Regions from separate parts of the Mus musculus genome. Here region 1 is linked to region 2. The links are chromatin contacts, called in public HiChIP or PLAC-seq maps. All regions are on one chromosome and are shown on one strand. The core of a region is the stretch at or near the end of the contact, and the rest is flanking DNA. Distances in the headings are between cores, read along the strand shown. Region 1 overlaps Pik3r5 (phosphoinositide-3-kinase regulatory subunit 5). Region 2 overlaps Stx8 (syntaxin 8).

The links. HiChIP or PLAC-seq counts read pairs in DNA pulled down with a chosen protein or histone mark.
Region 1: a contact with region 2 is called in a FOXA1 HiChIP or PLAC-seq map of pancreatic cancer cells. The contact joins two enhancer-like sites. A contact is called at or near these places in 2 of 115 datasets of contacts at active chromatin or transcription factors (Th17 cells and pancreatic cancer cells) and 1 of 9 other capture datasets (embryonic stem cells).

The regions. Positions count from the first base shown.
Region 1 is chr11:68,467,056-68,469,755 of GRCm38.p6, reverse strand. The region is part of intron 1 of Pik3r5 (phosphoinositide-3-kinase regulatory subunit 5); the gene reads right to left. Among named protein-coding and RNA genes, the nearest start is that of Pik3r6, 35 kb to the left of the region's middle. Within about 2 kb of position 1,350, at least 53 of the 459 cell types and tissues checked have an H3K27ac peak or open chromatin away from gene starts, as enhancers often do. A contact at or near this core is called in pancreatic cancer cells, where this site is marked.
Region 2 is chr11:68,071,113-68,073,812 of GRCm38.p6, reverse strand. The region is part of intron 6 of Stx8 (syntaxin 8); the gene reads right to left. Among named protein-coding and RNA genes, the nearest start is that of Stx8, 110 kb to the right of the region's middle. Within about 2 kb of position 1,447, at least 21 of the 459 cell types and tissues checked have an H3K27ac peak or open chromatin away from gene starts, as enhancers often do. A contact at or near this core is called in pancreatic cancer cells, where this site is marked.

The DNA of each region.
Region 1 (2,700 bases), core at 101-2,600, 400 kb before region 2:
CAGCATCTAGGCAGGCATGATGAAGGTGGAGTTGATGGTTCTACATCTTCATCTAACGGCTGCTAGCAGAATACTGGCTTCCTGACATCTAGGATAAGGGTCTTAAAGCCCACACTCACGGTGACACACCTACCCCAACAGGGCCACGCCCTCTAATAGTGCCACTCCCTGGGCAGAGCATATACAAACCATCACAGGTAGCAAAGCCAGAATGCAAACCCAGGACGTCTGGGTTCTTAACTCTGCACACATTGCCCCTCAGCAAATCAGATGCAGTTTAGAAAGGAAAGAAAACCAATGCACTCCAAGGGAAAACTCAATTCTTGGGATTTTTCTTAAAGAGGTTGGCATTCCCGGTTGCTGGTAATCTTGAACCCTGGCATGTCTATCTACACCAGTTGCCCAGTCCAGCCTACCTCTTCCAGAAAACAGACCCCCTTATTATTCAGAAGAGGACACCCTGTGCATGGTGGCAACCTGGGCCCTGCCTCTCCAGCCTGAGGAAAGGATAGAAGTGTGAACTGGCTGTTAAGTCGCCCCTCTGCCCAACCCCTGAAGTGATGGACAAGCTGGTCTTGCTAGGAGGCCAGTGTGAGTCACCTTTGCCTTACACTGTCATGATGCAAAGGTGAGTCACGAATGAGCCTTCTCAGCCACCGTGTTTTCTTCTGCCATGCCTTGTCCTTACAGGTATCAGAGTCCAGTGTCCTGGTCTGCTGCTAGCAGCCTTCCCCAGTGTCAGCAGCACCCTTCTCCAGTACCTGCTGATGCATGCCCTTCCATCCTTCCTCCTGTAGACTCCTCGGTGCTCCCTGGCTCTAAGGAGACAACCAAGGTCAAGAGCCAGATATCCTCCAAGCCCAGGGCAGAGTCACTGATATGCTGGGCTCCCTATACTATTTCTGTCATCTAGGCGTTGGTCCATGCTCTTAAGAGTTAGGACCTGGGGCTGAAGAGATGGCTCAGCGGTTACCAGTACTTACTTTCCAAAGGACCAGGTTTCAATCGCCAACTCTCACATGTGCCTTGTCACCACCTGTATCTCTCGTTCTATGGATCCAACAACCTCTTCTAGCCTCCTGGGCAACAGGCATGCACGTGGTATGCAGACAGATATACGTACAGACAAAACACCCATAAACGTAAACACAAATAGATGACTTTTTAAAAAAAGTTGGGACCTACTGAGTGCTTGGCCTGGGAGCCTGAGGGAGGCAATAGAGGTCCCGTGGGGGAGCCCCTCGGTGAAGTACAAAGATGAGAGTGGGGGTGGGCTCATCTGGAGCCTGTGGGTGAAGTCAGCCCTTGTGCTCCACGCTTGGCCATGCACGAGGTTCGCTTTGTCAGGATGACTCACTGACAACTGCCATTCCTTATGACTTGTGGGCAGAACCCCATTGGCTCTGGGGAAGGGGTGACAGTAGACAGTGGGATGAGACCTTTTTCAAAAGCTTGAAAAGCAAGACCTGCTCCGTTCAGTATCGGATGTCCAATCCTGGGATTCCCCTCATTAAGAGGAGTCCCCTTTATAAAATTCCAGCTGCTGCCAGGCAGGCTCCCCTGATGGGCAGTGTTAAAACATTAAACAATGGCTTTTTCCTTTTCAAGTTCCTCTTCTGAGCCAGTGCAGAGGGCTGGCTGACCTTACTGAGGAAGGCTTGCCCTCAGAGACAGTGGAAGTCTGAGCCCAGACTCACTTGCTTGGATGGGAGCTCCCATCCTCCCGATGGTGTGAGTCACCTCAGCTCTCGCTAACAAGTTAATTTGAATTACTTTTCTAATTTCTCCCAGAGTTACTGGAACAGGTTCTCAAATATCTATTTCGGGAACTCTGGTTTATCAAAAGTTCAAAATGTATTGGTGAGGACAGGAATTCCCAGGTCATTTTTTCAATGATTTCTGAATCATTCTGGGGTCGGTCATATGCCTTCTCTTCATATTGGATCACTCACTCTATTGCCTAAAGTACAGGTTCAGGTTTGTATTACACATTTTATGGCCGACTTCTGCTGCTGAAATCATTGTTTTGGACACTCACACTAGGTATAGTTACTACGGTGATACCACTGTGTGGACAGCAGCTGAAAGGCTGGCTGGTCTCATTGCTCACGACTGCTTGGCTTTGTACTCTGAGGTTCTTCATTTCAGTTCATTTCTGGCTCAGCTGGGTATTCTGAGTAATGGCAGGCCAAGTGCATGGCTAAGCTCTGAGGTCTTGTAAGTCATATGTCTTTCAAAAACTACAGCGTTGTCAGTGGCGGAGCTGCTGGCTTTTATCCTCGCCCCTTCCTGATATATTATAGAAACTGCAGTTAGCAACAACAGCAACAACAACAACAAAAAAATACATGGCTGTAACAATGAAAATACTTAGAGAATGTTGTTGGATAAAAAATAACATAGAAATTAATATTTCTCAATTATTTCTTAAGATTTAGTTTACTATTATACGTCAGTACACTGTAGCTGTCTTCAGACACACCAGAAGAGAGCATCATTACATATGGTTGTGAGCCACCATGTGGTTGGTGGGACTTGAACTCAGGACCTTCAGAAGAGCAGTCAGTGCTTTTAACTGCTGAGCCATCTCTCCAGCCCCATATTTCTCTTTACATTAAGATATGTCCTAGGGGGAAGGCCCCACTTATAATAGCATCAAGAGAAATAAAGATAATAAACTTTAAAATAAGCAATTTTTAT
Region 2 (2,700 bases), core at 198-2,697:
GAGAAGCCACCTGAAAAGCAGTGTACGGCACAGCTGCTCTTGGCTGGGAGCAAGACATACTTGGAAACCTTGTTTCCTAAGTGTTCAAACCCAGAGCAAGTTTCCCAAGTACAAATTAATTACCAAATTCTATGTGTTGACAAGCAAACACTCAACTGTTTATGCTTCAATTCAACAAAGGAAATTTTAGCATATTACTCTTGAACCTCTAAAGCAAACAAGCTCCATGGATAGGATATACTTTGTTACAACCCCCCTTAAAGTGCTTAAAAACATTTTAATCCTGAAATCCAGCATGTAAAGGGAAACCCAAAAGATCTACATATACAGTTTAACAAAACAGTTACAAAGTGAAGACTGTGCAACTATCACACGCTGGCCCAACTTGGCAGCACCATACTGGACTCAGCCTCGTAAAACTCTACACTCATTCAGCCAATAAGCAATCAACAAACATCTGCAATATGCCAGGCAGCGTGTTAGATGCACATTTGGACACTTGGCCAGTATTACTTACTAGCATGTTTGCTCAAATCACAGCTACCACAGAGTTCCTGATTGTCACTTATCTCAGTTTCAATGCAAATAAATACACAACTTATCATATGGACAAGGAACATTTTGCTCCAATAAATCTATCTGGGAGGCTTGAACTCAAGGGATATTTAAGAATATATCACTGTGGAAAGAACCACAAGAAAGGGCTTGATGGCCAGTACCACTCAGATGTGAACTTTTCTCTCTGACCTACACGAACAGTGACTGATTAACCCTTGAGGTTAGGCCTCTTCCTCCACAACAAAGGCCTCTCCACGCGGGAGCTGCTTACAACTTTCCCAAGCACCTTGCAGAGAGCTTTATTTATCACGCCAGGATTAGATCTGAAAAAAGCATTTGTTCCACTATAAAGACAGCAGAAATCCCTGGTTAGAAGACTAATGTTCTTTTAACCCGAAGAAAAACCGAACCCATGGCTCTGCCCGAAGAGAAATAGTTTTGCCTTATTAATCACTAAGTTCTCAAGTCAACTCAGTGTGTGAGAGCCTCAGAAGCAATTCAGCTGTTTCCACATCGGAAAGTTCCAACAGCACATAGTCCAGGATAATGTTAAAACAATACACACGGCAGCACCGCTTCCTTACTAGGCTCCATTTCGCTGGGAAAGGGGGAAATTTAAGCCAAAGGATAATTTACATGAAGAGTCTACAAAGGAGGATGTATGAGATGAGTCACTAGAATGTGGACAGAAAACCTCTTCTAAATTCTTTTAGGATCCATGCAATACACAGAGCAATAGTGTATATAACTTTATAAGAGCAATTATAAAGAATGATCTAGAACTTCACTCACAAATACTTTTGTTTTTATTGGTGCTGGTGATTAAAGTCAGGGCCTTGTGTGTGGCACGAACAGATACTATCACTGAGTCACACCTTTGGCCACATCTCAAGATTATTACTAATGGGATGTGTGACTTAACTATCCTAAGGGGATCTGGGAGCCTCGTAATTGTAAGCTCCTGAGTTTCTAATCTCAGCACTGGGAAACAGGAGAGGGAAGAAGGGAGGGAAGAGGAAGAGGAGGAAAAGTTGGCAGCTAATGCATTAAGAGTGGTGAAGGTTATCTATGAAAGAATACACACACACACATACACACACACACACACACACACACACACACACACACACACACGAGTCTAAAAGGTAAATATCTTTGTCATTATTCAAGCAAGTGTGAGAGTCCTAAAGTCAACAGAGAGTGCTGAGCCAACCTCAGCTGAAAAGCCTGTGAATGCTTAGAAGCCTTGGTGCTCTTCTCCCTCACGGCCACTTCCCCGCCAGCTTGCCCTCTCATTCTATTAAGAGAGTCTCTCCATTTGGAACTGTGCCCAATCCTTTTTAAGGGGAAAATTTAAATGCACATACAAAAGTAACGGTAGGGGTAGGTGGAAAAGACCGCAATCCCATCCACCTTACAGGGTAAGGCAGGGTCGGCGCCTCCTCCACAGTGAAGAGGCTTGCTTAGATTACTGGGATAGTTTCCAGGCTAACTGCTCTCCCACTCCAAGACTTCTCATCTGCTCAGTCTTCATCCCCACCTATCCTATCCCCAATCACTATCAAAATTATCTTTCACATTGTAGTAGGGCTGGTAAACTGCCTACAGAGCAAATCTGTCTATCCCCTCTTCTCTCACTATAAATAAAGCTTTATACACTACATTAGAATGCACCTGCATTCACTTATTTACATATCAACTATGGCTGCTTTGCCACACCTTATAATGTGAATTGTTCTTTTTTATCTTTTATTGAAGTCAAGTCAATACTACATAGAAGTAGTACTTTAAACAATTCAGGAGCATTTAGTACATTCATAGTAGTGATCAAATACTAGGTCTAGTTTCAGTCTCTTTACCCCCAAAGCAGTTCAGACCCACTGCCCTTTCTTCCAGTTCACACCCACTGCCCTTTCTTCCAGTTCACACCCACTGCCCTTTCTTCCAGTTCACACCCACTGTCCTTTCTTCTAGTTTATACCCACTGCCTTTTCTTTCAATTCACACCCACTGTCCTTTCTTCCAGTTCACATCCACTGCCTTTTCCTTCAGTTCCTGGGGATCGCCAATCTAGAGTTTTACAGCTATGCATTTACCTATTACAGATATTTCAAGTCAATGGGATTATACAACATGTGAAAG